Regions from separate parts of the Capsicum annuum genome. Here region 2 is linked to region 1. A link is a contact called in public Hi-C data. All regions are on one chromosome and are shown on one strand. The core of a region is the stretch at or near the end of the contact, and the rest is flanking DNA. Distances in the headings are between cores, read along the strand shown. Region 1 has its middle 130 kb from the start of LOC107847995. Region 2 overlaps LOC107847995 (F-box/kelch-repeat protein SKIP11).

The links. A called contact is a pair of places that touch in the nucleus more often than the background predicts.
Region 2: a contact with region 1 is called in a Hi-C map of leaf, with 2.9 times the contacts expected there. The contact joins two enhancer-like sites. A contact is called at or near these places in 2 of 5 Hi-C or Micro-C datasets (leaf and placenta).

Annotation. Positions count from the first base shown.
Region 1 is chr11:24,876,597-24,883,688 of UCD10Xv1.1, reverse strand. No RefSeq gene overlaps it. Among protein-coding and RNA genes, the nearest start is that of LOC107847995, 130 kb to the left of the region's middle. Within about 2 kb of position 5,803, at least 4 of the 5 cell types and tissues checked have an H3K27ac peak or open chromatin away from gene starts, as enhancers often do. A contact at or near this core is called in leaf, where this site is marked.
Region 2 is chr11:24,997,652-25,005,230 of UCD10Xv1.1, reverse strand. It overlaps LOC107847995 (F-box/kelch-repeat protein SKIP11), which reads left to right. Exons shown (of 5, transcript XM_016692644.2): 5 at 1,290-2,975. The coding sequence starts at 1,376. The coding sequence ends at 2,704. Among protein-coding and RNA genes, the nearest start is that of LOC107847995, 9.5 kb to the left of the region's middle. Within about 2 kb of position 3,115, at least 1 of the 5 cell types and tissues checked has an H3K27ac peak or open chromatin away from gene starts, as enhancers often do. A contact at or near this core is called in leaf, where this site is marked.

The DNA of each region.
Region 1 (7,092 bases), core at 4,554-7,053:
TCAACAGTAATAAAAGTAATCAAACACGATGGAACTCTCATTTTTCCTACAAGAAATTGAAATATCCTTTTGCCAATTCTTCTTGTTTTTTATATGTTTTCTCTATATTTTCTATGCTACTCTATTAATTTTTTAAATAGTGAATAAGACAATGATAATGTGTAAGGCCAGATAAATTTTGAAAGAAATTGAAAGAAAAAAGAAATGAAGTAGAAGAAAAAAAAAGGTGAAGATAAGAGCCATGGCTTCCCAGCACAATAGAGGTGTTAGCGCATATCTTTTCCCACTTAGCACAAATTTGGATGAGTCATTTTAAGAAAAGGTATATTTCACTTTAAAATAGTTCGAAGGGGGAGGGGGGATCACAGCCCCCCATAAAGTTGAGGCATGTTACAATAATTCCGTCAAAGTTTAGGTATATTTAGGACCCGTGTCGCTTAATTTCATGCATGTATTATATTTATGTAGTTTGTTAGTAACCAAAGTGGATCAAACTAAACTCTGTTCATGCATGTATATGTATATTATAGTATGATCAACCAGTAATGTGAATTAATGTTACATAAATTATTATCTTATAATTATGAAAGTAAAAAAATTTGTGACATATATATTTGTAGTTCTGACTATTCATAATTTCACATATTATGATTGTTTCGAATTTTATCTTTAAACGTGGGGTTACTGAACTTTAGGATATTTATCCTATAATAGTTTTTTTTTTGAAGAATAAAATATATTAAAAATATCTAGCTCATAAAATAAAAGTTCTATGTCATCAAAAAGAAAATCAAAAACAAAAAGTGTCAACTAAAACGCTTTCATAGTTCTGGATCTACTAATGAAAATTTGCGATAAAAAATATTTGAAATTATCTACATATACCACCGAAAAACGTCACCGGCAACTCAAAAATTTTTATTAGCCGATCAACTCTATGAAACAAAATTTTTACTAAATAAAAATAACTATTTTGCTCAAAAGAATTTTTTCACCTTTCTAGCCTCTTTTTTTTTTCTTCCTTTTCTTTCCCTCTCTACCAAAGTAGTGGTAGTATTTATAGGAGATAATGGGGTGTTTTTTTACTCTTTCCCACCAATGTGGGAGAAAAGTATTTATAGGAAAGGATAGAGATCTGTTTCTTGTCATCCACCGATGTGGGAGAAAAAGCATTTGGGAGGGGGGGGGGTTTGGACTTTAAAAATTAAAGATAAGGTGAGGTGGAAGATAATATGAGGGAAAATAGTACAATGTAGTACAATCTTTGAATTTCAAAATTGGTAAAGGACAAAGTTGGGGGGAATAGTACAATGTATTACAATGTGAATTTATTTTTTGGTGGGAATTCGGTAGAAGTTATGAGAGTTCTTGAGAATTTTGGGGTTATTTAAAATATAACCACAATTGGAATTTTAAAATTTAGTCATATTTATTTATTTTGACCAAATTAAAAATCAATTGACGAATTACATTGCAATTATGACCAATTTTCAATTATGGTCAAATCTAATAGATTGGCTAAATTAAATTGAAATTTGATACGGATTAATACTTTTTTTTTATCTTGAGCTTCTTGATTAATAAAATCAAATGCATATTTATCCAAATAAATTATTTTTGAGAATAAATTATATTTAAATCATGATTTTAATCATTTGAATTTATATTTCAAGATGAGCCTTAATTAAATTCAATATTTTGTAAAATAAATATTTTAGTAATAAATTATATAATCTTGTATAACTGAACATGATAGTATATAATCACTACTTAAAATGACAAAATCACATACGAAAAATATTTTAATTTTTTTTTATTTGAATGAAATAATTATTTTGATTTTATTAAAAACTGAAGAAACTCAAGATCAAATTTAATTGTGGAGGACAAAAATTAGATGTTAACTACGTCACCTTTCAATAGGGAAAAAATGGAGATTCCAATGGAATACTCCCTACTTTATCCACTACTAAAGCAGCAAACCTATTTCCCACCCGAAATAGATTGCCCCTACTTTATCCACTACTTTTCCACCCTACCAATATAACGCTGTCTAGACTAATAAGATTACCAATGTACCTGATAAAAATAAACCTGCTAAAATACACAAACTTACTCTTCTAAATTACGTAATACTAATCCAATATAAAGGGAAGCCTTGCTGCACGCTTTTCCTACCACAACACTAGCTAGTCATAGTACAGCTGGAAGTGAACAGATAGAGGAAAATAAAACCATGACCCCTATTCCTAGACTCAATAGGAACAACTTTAGGATTGGACAATTTATCAAGTGATAAAACCAAACACAGCTTTAAAGATTTCTAGTAGTGAGATTCTAGAACCAGAAAGTTCCTACAATGACACCATTACCATTCCTATTCAATTTATTTCCGTCATTTTATGTTTTATACGGGATAATGAAAATGTATCCACCCCTCACTAATTACTACATCCAATTTGGTTGCCGTGCATGAAGAAAATCAATCCTTCACCCCGTCAATCACTTTAGGTTCTTGCCATAGGCCTCTCAGGTAGTATGGTCATAATGTGGATGGATGACCTACTTAAAGTTGAGGAGATTACGACAACAGCACAGGAGATTCATGTGAGGATACATGTATATTCAAATTGTAGTAATAGGTTTCCAACAAAAATAGGTAGAACTCGGCCAAACCTAACAGACCTCTTCTTCGCACATGACCTTATGCTTATGGAAAGAGCAAACACCAAAAATTGTCATACTATATTAATACTCTTGTGGACTTTAATCGATCTAGTGGCCAAAACATCAATTTTGCCAAGTCCAAAGGGATTTTCAGCTCCAACTGTAAATCAAATGTTATCTCCAACCTCTCATCCATTTTATCAATCCAACCTAGTGATAACTTTAGAAAATATCTTAGTTTTCCCATCTTTCACAAAGGACCTTTTCATAGTGCTTTTCAATTCATTATAGATAATATAAACTCTAAACGTACTGGTTGGAAGACGAAATTTTTTAATATCGGTAAGCGCGCTACTTTTGCTAAAGTTTCCCTAAGTTGCATACCGAACAATGTAATGCAATACATTAGTCTTCCACGTAAAACAACCAAATAAATCAATAGGCTTCAAAGGAACTTTGTTTGGGGTACCACCAACACCAAAGAGAAACTTCATCTTGTGGGTTGGGATACCATTACAAAACCAAAAGTAAAGAATAGTGCGATGCATGTTAGCCTTGCATGGAGGCTTTTCAAGAATCTCAAAATATTGTACTACTAACAGATCACCTAAAACTAATTCATCATCCACTTGGAAGTGCATCCTTAATGGTTGGAAAACAGGCAACAATGCTAACCAAATAGTTGTTCAATTAACTTTTGGCACACTATTTGGTTACCTTACCGTAATATCATTAGAAGCTATATTCTTTTTTTGGTGAAAAAGACAATAATTAGAAGTTGTATTCAAGGTCCTCTAAATCGTAATGAGTAAAATATTAAGATCAAAGGCCTTTTCACAATGGTGTTCAGAATTTTAATAGATTATTCCTCTCCTTAGCCCAATCTTTCATTTTTTTCTGTAAAAAATACTTTGTGTCCCTAGTACGAGCTTCACTAATGATAAACTCGTGCAGCATCTAAATCAGGATGGTTCAACTAAATCTGTTTAAAAGCTCTTAAACTTTAATAAGGACATCTTTGTCTACAACAGTAACAATAACTTCAACTAGATTTGCAAGATTAAGTTCTTCATTTGGCTTCTCCACCATTTCAAATTACATACTAATCAATATCTTAATTCTATTAGCCTGAATATTTCTCCTCTCGCATCCCTGTAGAGAGCACAACAATGTAGCTGAACTATTAGCCAAGGAGCCAAGAAGCAATTATTTGATCGCACAAGAATCTTGCTAGTTCCTCCAATGTTTGCAAATGAGGCAGTATGAGCAGACTAGCCCTCCACATACTTTTTTTTTTAAATTAGTAATTGTTCCTATTTCTGTAAGACAGTACATGGGTTGTACTGAAACCATATTTACAAAAGCTCTAACTCTACTATCCTATCCCTATAATGAGTTTAAAACATCAATGATAGAGACAGTGTCATTAGAGTATATCTGATTACATCAAAAACATAAAGTCAGAATGCAGTTCAGCTTTACTTGTTGCATACTATTCTCTACATTCTCAAAAAATCTAAGGTTCCTCTCCACATACTTAAAATATTCTAGAACTTTCAAGGTTCTAGAATTCAACTTCAATTATTAACAATTTTTGTGAAAACACATAATTACAGTTTATATAGTTTGGGAAGTTTCAATCTTTCCTAAATCAGCTCTTTTTATCGGCAACTTAATGGAGATGCTAAAGCTTCTTCAACAGCAAAAACTATCAAATACTGCTAAAGCGATCTCTTATTTTCTTTTATAAGAACAACGATTTCCGCTTATGTGTGCTTCTCTCTCTTTCATTCTCTGGTAAGTGAGGCCTGATTAGTATAGGATAATCTTCCAATCAAAGCCCTAAAATTCACATAAATATGATTACCAATTTAAGATGATCTTTCAGGACTAATTCACTCTCGACAAAGGCCATTAAAAATATAGTGTTTTCCCAATTATATTACTCTCGTACAACCACAAATAAGATTAATGAACACAAAATGCATTAGTAAGTTGAATATATGACTTTCTACTTCTGAGTTCTGACAACATACCATAATCATCGAACACTGCAGCTACATGCTAGTAGCCATTCCTCAAAGAAATCGAGACAGGAATTAGGGATAGGGGCTGGAATATACTAATTCGATTAGAAGTTTCTTCTAAGATAATGTCTTCTAAAGGTAATGGAGCCATGAGTATTTACTTAATCCAATACAAAAAAGAACAATTCTTTCCTTGGCAAGTATCTAATTCTAGCTTTTCACGTGACATGTTTAAGGCCACAAGATTAAAAAGTTTCTTTAATTTCTTAAACTCTGTATCAAGTCAAACTAGACAAACAAATTAAAACGGAGGGAGTAACAGCTTCATTTTCCTTTTCCAAGATCTCTTCAATAAAAAATAGCGAGCAAGTTATCACTTTTAATTGTCAGGCAACAATTGTCTTTAAATAAAAGAAAAATCATTGCTATTGCCCAATTTAATCAGGCAATACTGCCCAATTTTATCATGAAAATAAATCTTGCTTTATATTTTTCAATAATAATATCAACATGAATCATATCAATAATAATACACCAAAGAGGAGGAAATATTCTACTGAATTTGATAATATAGTGAATCACAAAATTGTGAACCTGATAGCCTAGAACAGTAGACTTCAGTGAGGGACTTTTGTCCAACTTGGCAGCTTTTGAGTTATACTGTATGTGCCAATTGTATAAATAGCGAAATACTAACGGATTTATAGGCTAAATGGATTGTCACACCAGACTAATCTAGTGGAACAACTTATTTAGCCTATAAATTCATTAGTATTTGGTGCAATTGGCAGATAACATGTACTATCAAGAAGGAAGAGTATGATGAAGAAAAAAGTTTTAAAACAAAGAGGGGTATCAGTTAGTTACAGAGCTAATAGAAATATGGGCCAAATTATATGAAGAAAATCAATCTTGATCTATATTTTCCGTGCAGCTGATAAGAACTGTTAAGAAGAAATAGTGGAATGTGGAAAATTAGGTAGGAAATGACTCTTTAGCCTTTGGTTGACCACAGTGGCTAGGTCGAGGTCAAAGTCGATCTAGGATCGAGGTGAAGTCTCAGGTATGAGTCGAGATTTTGGTGCTGAATTGGGGTTAGGAGTTTGGATCCTATGATCTCGAGTTAGGGTTGGGGTTGAGAGTCACTGACTGTCAAGTTTGGATCTCGAGTTTGGGTTAAGGTCTAGTCCTTTATCGTGATTGGATCTTGGTTCAATGCCAGTAGGTGGGTCGAGATCGATTCTCTAGTCAGAGTCGATAAGTGGACCCTGGGTCAGTGTTGGGAGTTAGGTGATGAGTTGGTGGTCGGGATCGAGAGTCGAGTCCCGTGTTGTAGGTCTAGGTCGAGCATTAAATCCTGTCCAAAATTAAAAGTTGAGTCCAAGGTCGAGTGGTGTTGTTGAAAGAGCCTTGGAATATAATTTTTCTTACTTTATGTAGAGTAGTTATTTCCCTTAAACTAAAAAAAAATAATTTTATTTGAAAAATATTTTTCAAAACATTTAAGTTGACCAAACATGAAAGAAATTAAAAAATATTTTCCTTCATACCAAACACATTTAAAAAATATTCCATCCATAGTAACACTAGTCTATGAAAACGTACGTTACTTATTTCAAATAACTAACACCGATTATTGCAATATATTTTTGAAAATTAATAAAGCCAACTAACCTAACAAAACAATATCATAAATCTCTAAACAAATAAAGTTGGCACTCACTTTAATACATTAACTATATTTACAACACTGTTACAATATTTTATTTTTTTATTTTTTATTTTATATTTACAAAATACTTGTGAAATCTTTTTTAAGTGAACCTCAGAGCAGACGTTAAGTTAATTTAAAACATGAAGAGTTAACTTAACATTTTATATCTATTTTACCTTTTTTATCAAATATTATTAATTTTTTAATACTTAGAAATTTATAATAATAAATTAGGGGTGATATTTAATAAAATTATGATTGAAACAGCTGAGAGACATGTCATAAATGTCTATTTTAATTTTTTATTAAATATTATTAATTTTTTAATACATAAATAACTGATAATAATTAATTAGAGATGATATAGTAAAATCACGAAACAAACAACTGATGAAGCAGGTAGGAGAAGCAGACATGTTAACGGGGAACTGCCTGCTTCTCTTGCCTCTTCCCTCTTATTAGAGAGTAATATATATATATATAAAATCTAAAAAATTAATAATAATTATATACTGAATAAGGTTAAGGTTAGTGACCTAGATGATCCAAAGTAAAGAGAGGTATAAGAATGGAAAACCATAACAATGTAAACCATAATATTTTAATCACCTACCATATATAGATACAAAAAGGAAAAAAAAATGGCTTGACTTACTTTTATCTGTATTTTTTTTGCTACAATAA
Region 2 (7,579 bases), core at 1,866-4,365, 120 kb before region 1:
CAGAAATGAGAACTAGAAGTACAGTAGTGAGATAAAGGTGTTGTGTTATGCCCAAAACTTTGATTTTCAGATAGAATCCAAAGGATCTTCTTTGTTGAACCCCCCCTCCCCCCTCTTCCCCACCCCACCCCACCCCACCCATGCCTTGTTCTTCTTCTTGCCAGTTTTATTTATTTATTTAAAAAAAAAACAAAAACAATTAGCTGCCCTTATAGTAAGTACAAACCGATAAACAGAAAGAACAAAAGAAAGAAAAAAAACAAAGGATTGCATCGATAGAAATGAAAGCAATTTTGATATAAATTTTTGCTTTTCCTCTCTATATATCAAAGTTGCTCTCTTTTTTTCTCTCTTATCCAATTTGTAAGTCTTCTTTTGAAGTGTTTTAGAAGTTTGGTAAACAATGTAAGATTGAAGTTTTGGTTCTTGATTGATTGATGTTTGGTGAATTTGAGCAAAAGGGTGTTGTTTAATCTGAATTTTGGAGATCTGTGATTTGTAATGTTTGAATCTTAATTGATTCTTGCTTGTTTATTTGATTTAAAGTTTTAATTTTAAGGTTTTTTTTTTTTTGAGTTCTTGATTTTTTGGGTTGTAAAGTTTGAATCTTTATTGATTCTTGCATGTTTATTTGATTTAAAGTTCTGATTTTGAGGTTTTTTTTTGGTTCTTCATTTTTTGGGTTGTAAAGTTTGAATTTTTAATGATTCTTGCATGTTTATTTGATTTTGAGGGTTTTTTTTGGTTAAGGAGTTTTTTTCATTTGATTGTTTTTCAAGGACTTGGTGGATTGAATGTTGAATCTTTTCTAAGGAGTTTACTTGATCTGGATTCTTGATTTTTTTCAAACTTGAATCAGTGAGAGTTCATAGATGTGTGGTGGTTTTTTTTTTTTGCTTGAATTTCATGGATGTTTGGTGTTTTTTTTTTTTGCTTGAATCAATGAGGGTTCATAGATGTTTGTGGGATTTTTTCCCCTTTGTTTGCTGACAAATCCCGGCATTTGTGTTATCAGAATTGTTGTTATCCATAAAAAGGCATTGAGCATTACTTGGTTTGCTTTAATTAATGATCAAAACTAGTGAAAAAAATTTCTGTTTCTGTGCTTTGGTGATTGAGAATTTCTTTGTCTGTGGTTTCTTGATTTAACCTGAATTTATGAGTTTTGATGATTGTATCTATTTGTGATTTTCTTGATTCAACGTGAATTTATGAGTTTTGATGATTCTTTCTCCTTGTGGGAAGAGTTTTTCTTTGGTTCCTTACTAATTTTGTTCAATTTGTATCAGTCTTATCAGGAAGTCACAGGGTCTAGGATCCATACCAGAGCAAGGCAGCAGAACTGGTGTTTATTTTAGGGTTGAATCTGGAAGATATGTCAGAAGAACGGTCCTGTGTGGTGGTTACAAGGGATTGTCAGACAGAAAGTAACGGGACGGTTTGCATGAGTTATCGACTTGATAGTATTGAAGTCCAGAATGGCAAAAGGCCATTGGAATATGACCAGGAGGGTGAAAATGTGCAACGCAAGTTGCAAAAGCAGTCCGACGGTTCCAACCTAGTGGGAGTGACTCTATCCTTGGGAAGTTCTTCAGCATCCCCTCCTGAGCAAACTGACAAACGGGATCATGCTGGGGATAATTCTGACAGGAACACACTTTTTCCTGCCCTTGACCGTGACAGCTCCATCAATTCTCTCATTCGTTGCTCGAGGTCAGATTATGGCGCCATAGCATCTTTGAACCACAACTTCCGCTCATTAATTAGGAGCAGTGAACTTTATAGAGCGCGGCGACGAAATGGTGTGGTGGAGCATTGGGTGTATTTCTCCTGCCAGCCACTGGAGTGGGAAGCTTTTGACCCTGCTAGGCTCCGCTGGATGCGTCTGCCGAGAATGACTCCCAATGATTGTTTTGTGTTGTCCGACAAGGAATCATTGGGGGTTGGTACTGAGCTTCTCGTTTGTGGCAAGGATGTGTTGGCCCATGTCATTTATCGGTACAGTTTACTGACAAATACGTGGTCAACTGGGATGCAAATGAATGCGCCACGATGTTTGTTTGGTAAATCAAGCCTTGGGGAAATCGCCATTTTTGCTGGCGGTTGTGACTCACAAGGTAAAATCCTTAGCTCCGCTGAACTTTACAATTCGGAGACAGGCACGTGGACGACTTTGCGAAGCATGACTAAGCCACGTAAGATGTGTTCTGGTGTATTCATGGATGGAAAGTTTTACGTGATAGGAGGCATTGGAGGAGCCGACGCAAAGCTATTGACATGCGCTGAAGAGTATGATCTGGCAACAGGAACGTGGACTGAAATTCCGAACATGTCTCCTGTGCAACCTAACCTTGAGAACGACATACCAGATACATCTGCAGCGCCTCCATTACTAGCCGTTGTGGATAATCAATTGTACTCTGCTGACTATGCTGAAATGGCTGTTAGGAAGTATGACAAGCATAACAAAGCATGGGTTACCATTGGTGGACTGCCTGAAGGAGTATCTTCCATTCATGGTTGGGGATTGGCTTTTCGGGCATGTGGTGATAGTCTAATTGTAGTTGGAGGGCCTAGGGTTATGGGTCGAGGATTTATTGAGGTGCATTCGTGGGCACCGAGGGAAGGACCTCCAGAATGGAACTTGCTCGGCCAAAAGCAATCAGGTAGCTTTGTGTATAACTGTTCTGTCATGGGATGCTGAAGAGATGGAATTTGGTTTGTACTGTAGAGGTGTCCATCAATACATAGTTGGTTTCTTGCTAAAGGGTAATTTATCCCAGCTTTTTTCTCTTATCAGTTAATAGATTAGTGTTTAAAGCTTCTCTAGGAAAGTCATAGAAGTACTTAGTTATTTGTTTGGTGGCATGTTGCTTGTGTATCAGTACATTTGGTAGCTTTGGAAATGAAGTACTTTGTTCCAACTTTTGTTTTAAGAATTCTTTCCTTTATTATGGCAGATCTCATTGAGGCAATTGACCAATTATTCTGCTTGCTTATTTAAATTGTTTTTATTTGTGAAAACTGATACAATGGTATAGGCATCAGTCATATGATGTTTGCGGGCGAGTTGAGCAAGAAAATTAGACGCTTATGGATGGTACAACCAGCTTTTGTGAGTTGTAAGGTTGATGAGCATTTGTCTGTCACATGTTCTCGTTACAAAATAAAGTGTTACTAGTATTTAATTACATGGTAGAAATGAAATATACAAAAACAATACACCTTTGTATTCTCACACAATTTCGGAAGAATAAAACGTATGCAATCCGTATCATTACCCCAGATGTGAGGTAGAGAGGTTGTTTCAGATTTACCCTCGGCTCAAGACAAATTACAAACAATTAACAGTAACCTTCCATCCTAATTCGCATTTTCCACATTATCCCAAAGTTGCAACCACGCTATATCTTATTTACCACCTCTCCCCAATTTAAATGAAATATATCCTTTTAAATTCAACAATTTTTTTTTAAAAAAAATGCTATTTTGTATTTTGCAAATAATGTTAAACAAAATGTAGAGCCAAACATTTTTCAGATCGAACTACGTTTGAAACATGTTTGCTCAAACATATATATATACTAGTTTTTCTTCACATGCATTGCACGTGTAATTCGAGTCGTACAAGTTTTTTAAAAAACTATCAATACTATTTAAAAAAGGGGAAAGGACCAAGTTTATCCTTCTACTTTGAAAAATTGGCTAAATATATCATTTATCATACTATGAAGTCATATTTACCCTCATTGTTATATTTTAGAGTCAAATTTACCCTCGATGTTAAGAAAATTTTCGCATGTACTCTTCTTCTTAATAGAAAACCCTAGATCAATGTTACATGCCCCATTTTTTAAAAATAAAATACACTCTAATCTAACTCAACCCGTTCCACAAAAAAAGTGACAAACAAATATATCCCTCACTCAATTCTGTTGGCATCAAAGTATGATATCGAGGGTAAATTTAATCACAAAATATGAAGAAGGATATATTTAACCATTTTTTCAAAGTAGAAATACGATCCTTTTCCCTTAAAAAATATTTGAGTAAACAACTATACATGAGAAAATAAAGAGTATAAATTTATGTGAATAATAGTATACAAGCATTGTCCTTATTTTGTTATATTACTGCTACATAATTAAATTGTGAATTTAAAAGACATTGACTAAATTTTTTTTTTTTTTTGGGTTAAAAGAGGATTTATTTATTACTTAATATGCATCATAGATGTTGAACAGTTGAAGTGGTAACAATGCGACAAGAAATAATAGTATCGTGCATTACAACAATAATTTAAGAACACGCTTATAAGTAACCAAATATTCTGTCCATTTCGTTTTATTTGCCTCCCTCCATTTTTCATGAATTAAATTGACTAAATTTCAAAGTTAAATTAAATTATATTAATTTATTTTTTTATAATTAAAATTTACATATTCAAAAACTATATGTAAAATGCTATAAATTATAAATTTTCTTTTATTAATTTAATTAAGAAATATATCTTAAAATGTTGGTCAGAATTTGTACATGAATGACATAGATAAACTATTCGTTATAGTTCAGTGACCTATTTAAATCTTTTTCCTTTTATAATTGAAGTTTACAGTGATTGTCAATCTCAAATTAGCATAATTAATTGTAGAAAAGAGGAAGAAACACATATAATCTTTTTTTTTTTTTTTGTTTAGAGGAGAGAGAAATTGGAGCAGTATTTTTTTCCAAATTCCACCTAAAAAAGTAGAAAATTTCATGTACCAATACATTGCAAGATATTCAATACTTGAAAAGCAATATGCAATATATGCGGGAGAAACTCCACACAAAAGAAATCTTATTAGGACCTACTTATATGCCACAGAACTAAGAAGTAATGATACCATGTAGCTGCTACCACCGTAGAAAATATAACGACGCTGACTTCAAACTTCAAATCCATTCAGCGCTTTCTGTCAGCATGTTCTTCAATTTAAAATTCATTTCTTTAGAAGCATAAGGAATTGGAATACTCTTTGATTCCCGACCAGCTGCCATATCTTCCCAAAGTAAATTCAAGAGTGCCATCGTCAATTCTCCCACTTCCCCATTTTCAATAGGTTTCTCATCTCACGTGATGATAAGTAATAAAGGAAGTATGCTTTCAAAATACATCATTTAAACAACATATTTGGCATCTTCAATTGTGAAGTCAGTAGTTTTGACACATTTCAGACATCCCTTCTCAACCAACTTGGGTGCAAGTTGAAGAAGCCTCAAAGAAGTGCACCCAATTAGGATCTTATCAAAGTTAGAAAGTATAAGCTCCTTATCAGAATTTATAAAAGCAACATTCACATTTGGACCCTTACTAGTATAACCTTTTTCATCAGTTCAGAGAGATGAAAAGACGTAGCAGATGTTTAAAATTGAAAGAAAGCGTAAAACTACACACCAGAAAGAAAATATCCCCAACAACCTATTCGTAAGACATGATAGTGAAAATATTTATCACCAATAAAGAAATAGGTTAGCAGCAGGATCAACTATCCTAAAGTATTGAATTTTAAGCTTCAAACCAATGCATAATTACATGATCCTAATGGAACCAGACAACACAAGCTAGCTCATATATCAATGTACGTGTAAAAATTTTTTTTAGCAAAAAAAAAAGAGGAATCAAACATTGAGACAACACCACAATCTAATGAATTAAAAAAAACTGTTTAAAATTGCAGTTGTGAATACCTCAACTCGATGCAAGGATATCAATGTCATAATTTAGAACAATCCTTACATGTAATTAGTGCTAGGGTAGGAGAAGGGCAGCTTAAACAATATGATGGCCTAAAGCAAAGCTTCAATGAGACCAAAGTGTATGCTATTACAACTAAAAAAATAATATATTATCTGGGTTTAATTTAATAATGAATGCTATTTCATTAAAAATAACATGATTTTTTACAAATACTTCCGAACTTCAGGAAACCAAATCAATTTTAAAGTTTCAAACCAAATGACTCCCTTTACTACTGGCCATCCTACACTTGCTTCTTGAGATAGAGTAATATGATCAAAGAATTATATTATTAATTATCAAACAAATGAAATGTGCAGACGGTCTTGCTAATAAGATGCACCGTTAATGTCGAAGAACATAACATCTCTGGTTATTTATGGCTTAATCATTCCAGCAAATGATAAAACTGTTACAATACATACATTGCAGCTAAGTATATCCCACAATTAACATCTCTATACCGAGAATAACCAATTATCTAAGCAAATACGTCAGATTTTTAATACAATTAAATAGTTGTTGAAAAGAAGTCTACATATAGCAACATTGTGATATGTTTATATATTAGATTTCCGCTCAAAACTGGTGGGGACCAATATTCTGGAGGCGTCCGTGGTGCAATCCGACTGGGTGATGACTCCTAAGGAATAAAAGACACATAACCTGTAAATTGCGTTATATATCCTACGTTCAATAACCTATGCATCCTTTTGTAGTTTCTTCAATCCCTTTCATGTTTAAATTTACTAAGATGTATGCCTATATTCAAAATAAAAAATCCTTCTTTATCAACTAAGATCAAGCTTCTGCTGGACTGTTTGTATTGACAATTATTTTCAAGGCATATGATCATGATGGGATCAAAATCAGGGATCGATTGCAGATATCTAATACAATGTAAGTCATTAAAACGACAAATTGCAAATGTCTTTGACACAGAAGTAATATGACATAAACAGACCACAAATCTCATAAAAATTTATTAATTAGGTAAACTCTATATGCTTTCAAATAGATTAGCATAGATTTTAAGAACATGAAACGTACCCTATACTATGGTGCTCTAATTACTCAAAGAAGATGTCCCAATGGTATGTGATTCATACCAAGATGTATGAAGAGAAATTTAAATATCAACACTGTAACTGCTGTATTAAGTGGATAATTAGATAAATAAGTTTCACCAAAGTTCATAAAGCTTTTGTCCTATTAGATTGACGAATACAAGACAATCACACTTGTTGTATTTTTTGATGTCATTTTTATACATAAAATCAATAATTTTTTGTACAAACAAGGTCTATACATAGAGAAATTGTAGTATGTCCGTGTAGCAGATTTTCAAGCAAAGGGACCATTCTTCTAGACCAGTACATGGTGCAATCTGAATAGGTGCGGACTATGAAAGGAACAAAGAACACATAGCCTATCAAATGCATGTTGATATTTTCATTTTTTTGTGGATGCATCATGTATCCAACATTCAAGAACCTCTGTGTACTTAGTTTGATCAAGCACATTCACATTTTAATTGATTGTGATTTATGCCTATACTCAAAATCCATGAAGTCCATCTTAACCAACTAACATCGACCTACTGCGTGTTGCACATTTTGTATTTCCAGTTATTTACAGGACATACGATGTCATGACCCGAACTAGGGCCTGGCCGTGATGGACATACCAAACCATAAAAGCCCGGGCGTCCTACTCTATCTGGTAATCATGCATAACATTCACATAATAAAAGGAAATGCAAAAATATAATCTGATACGGAAACATGGTCATAATCTGGA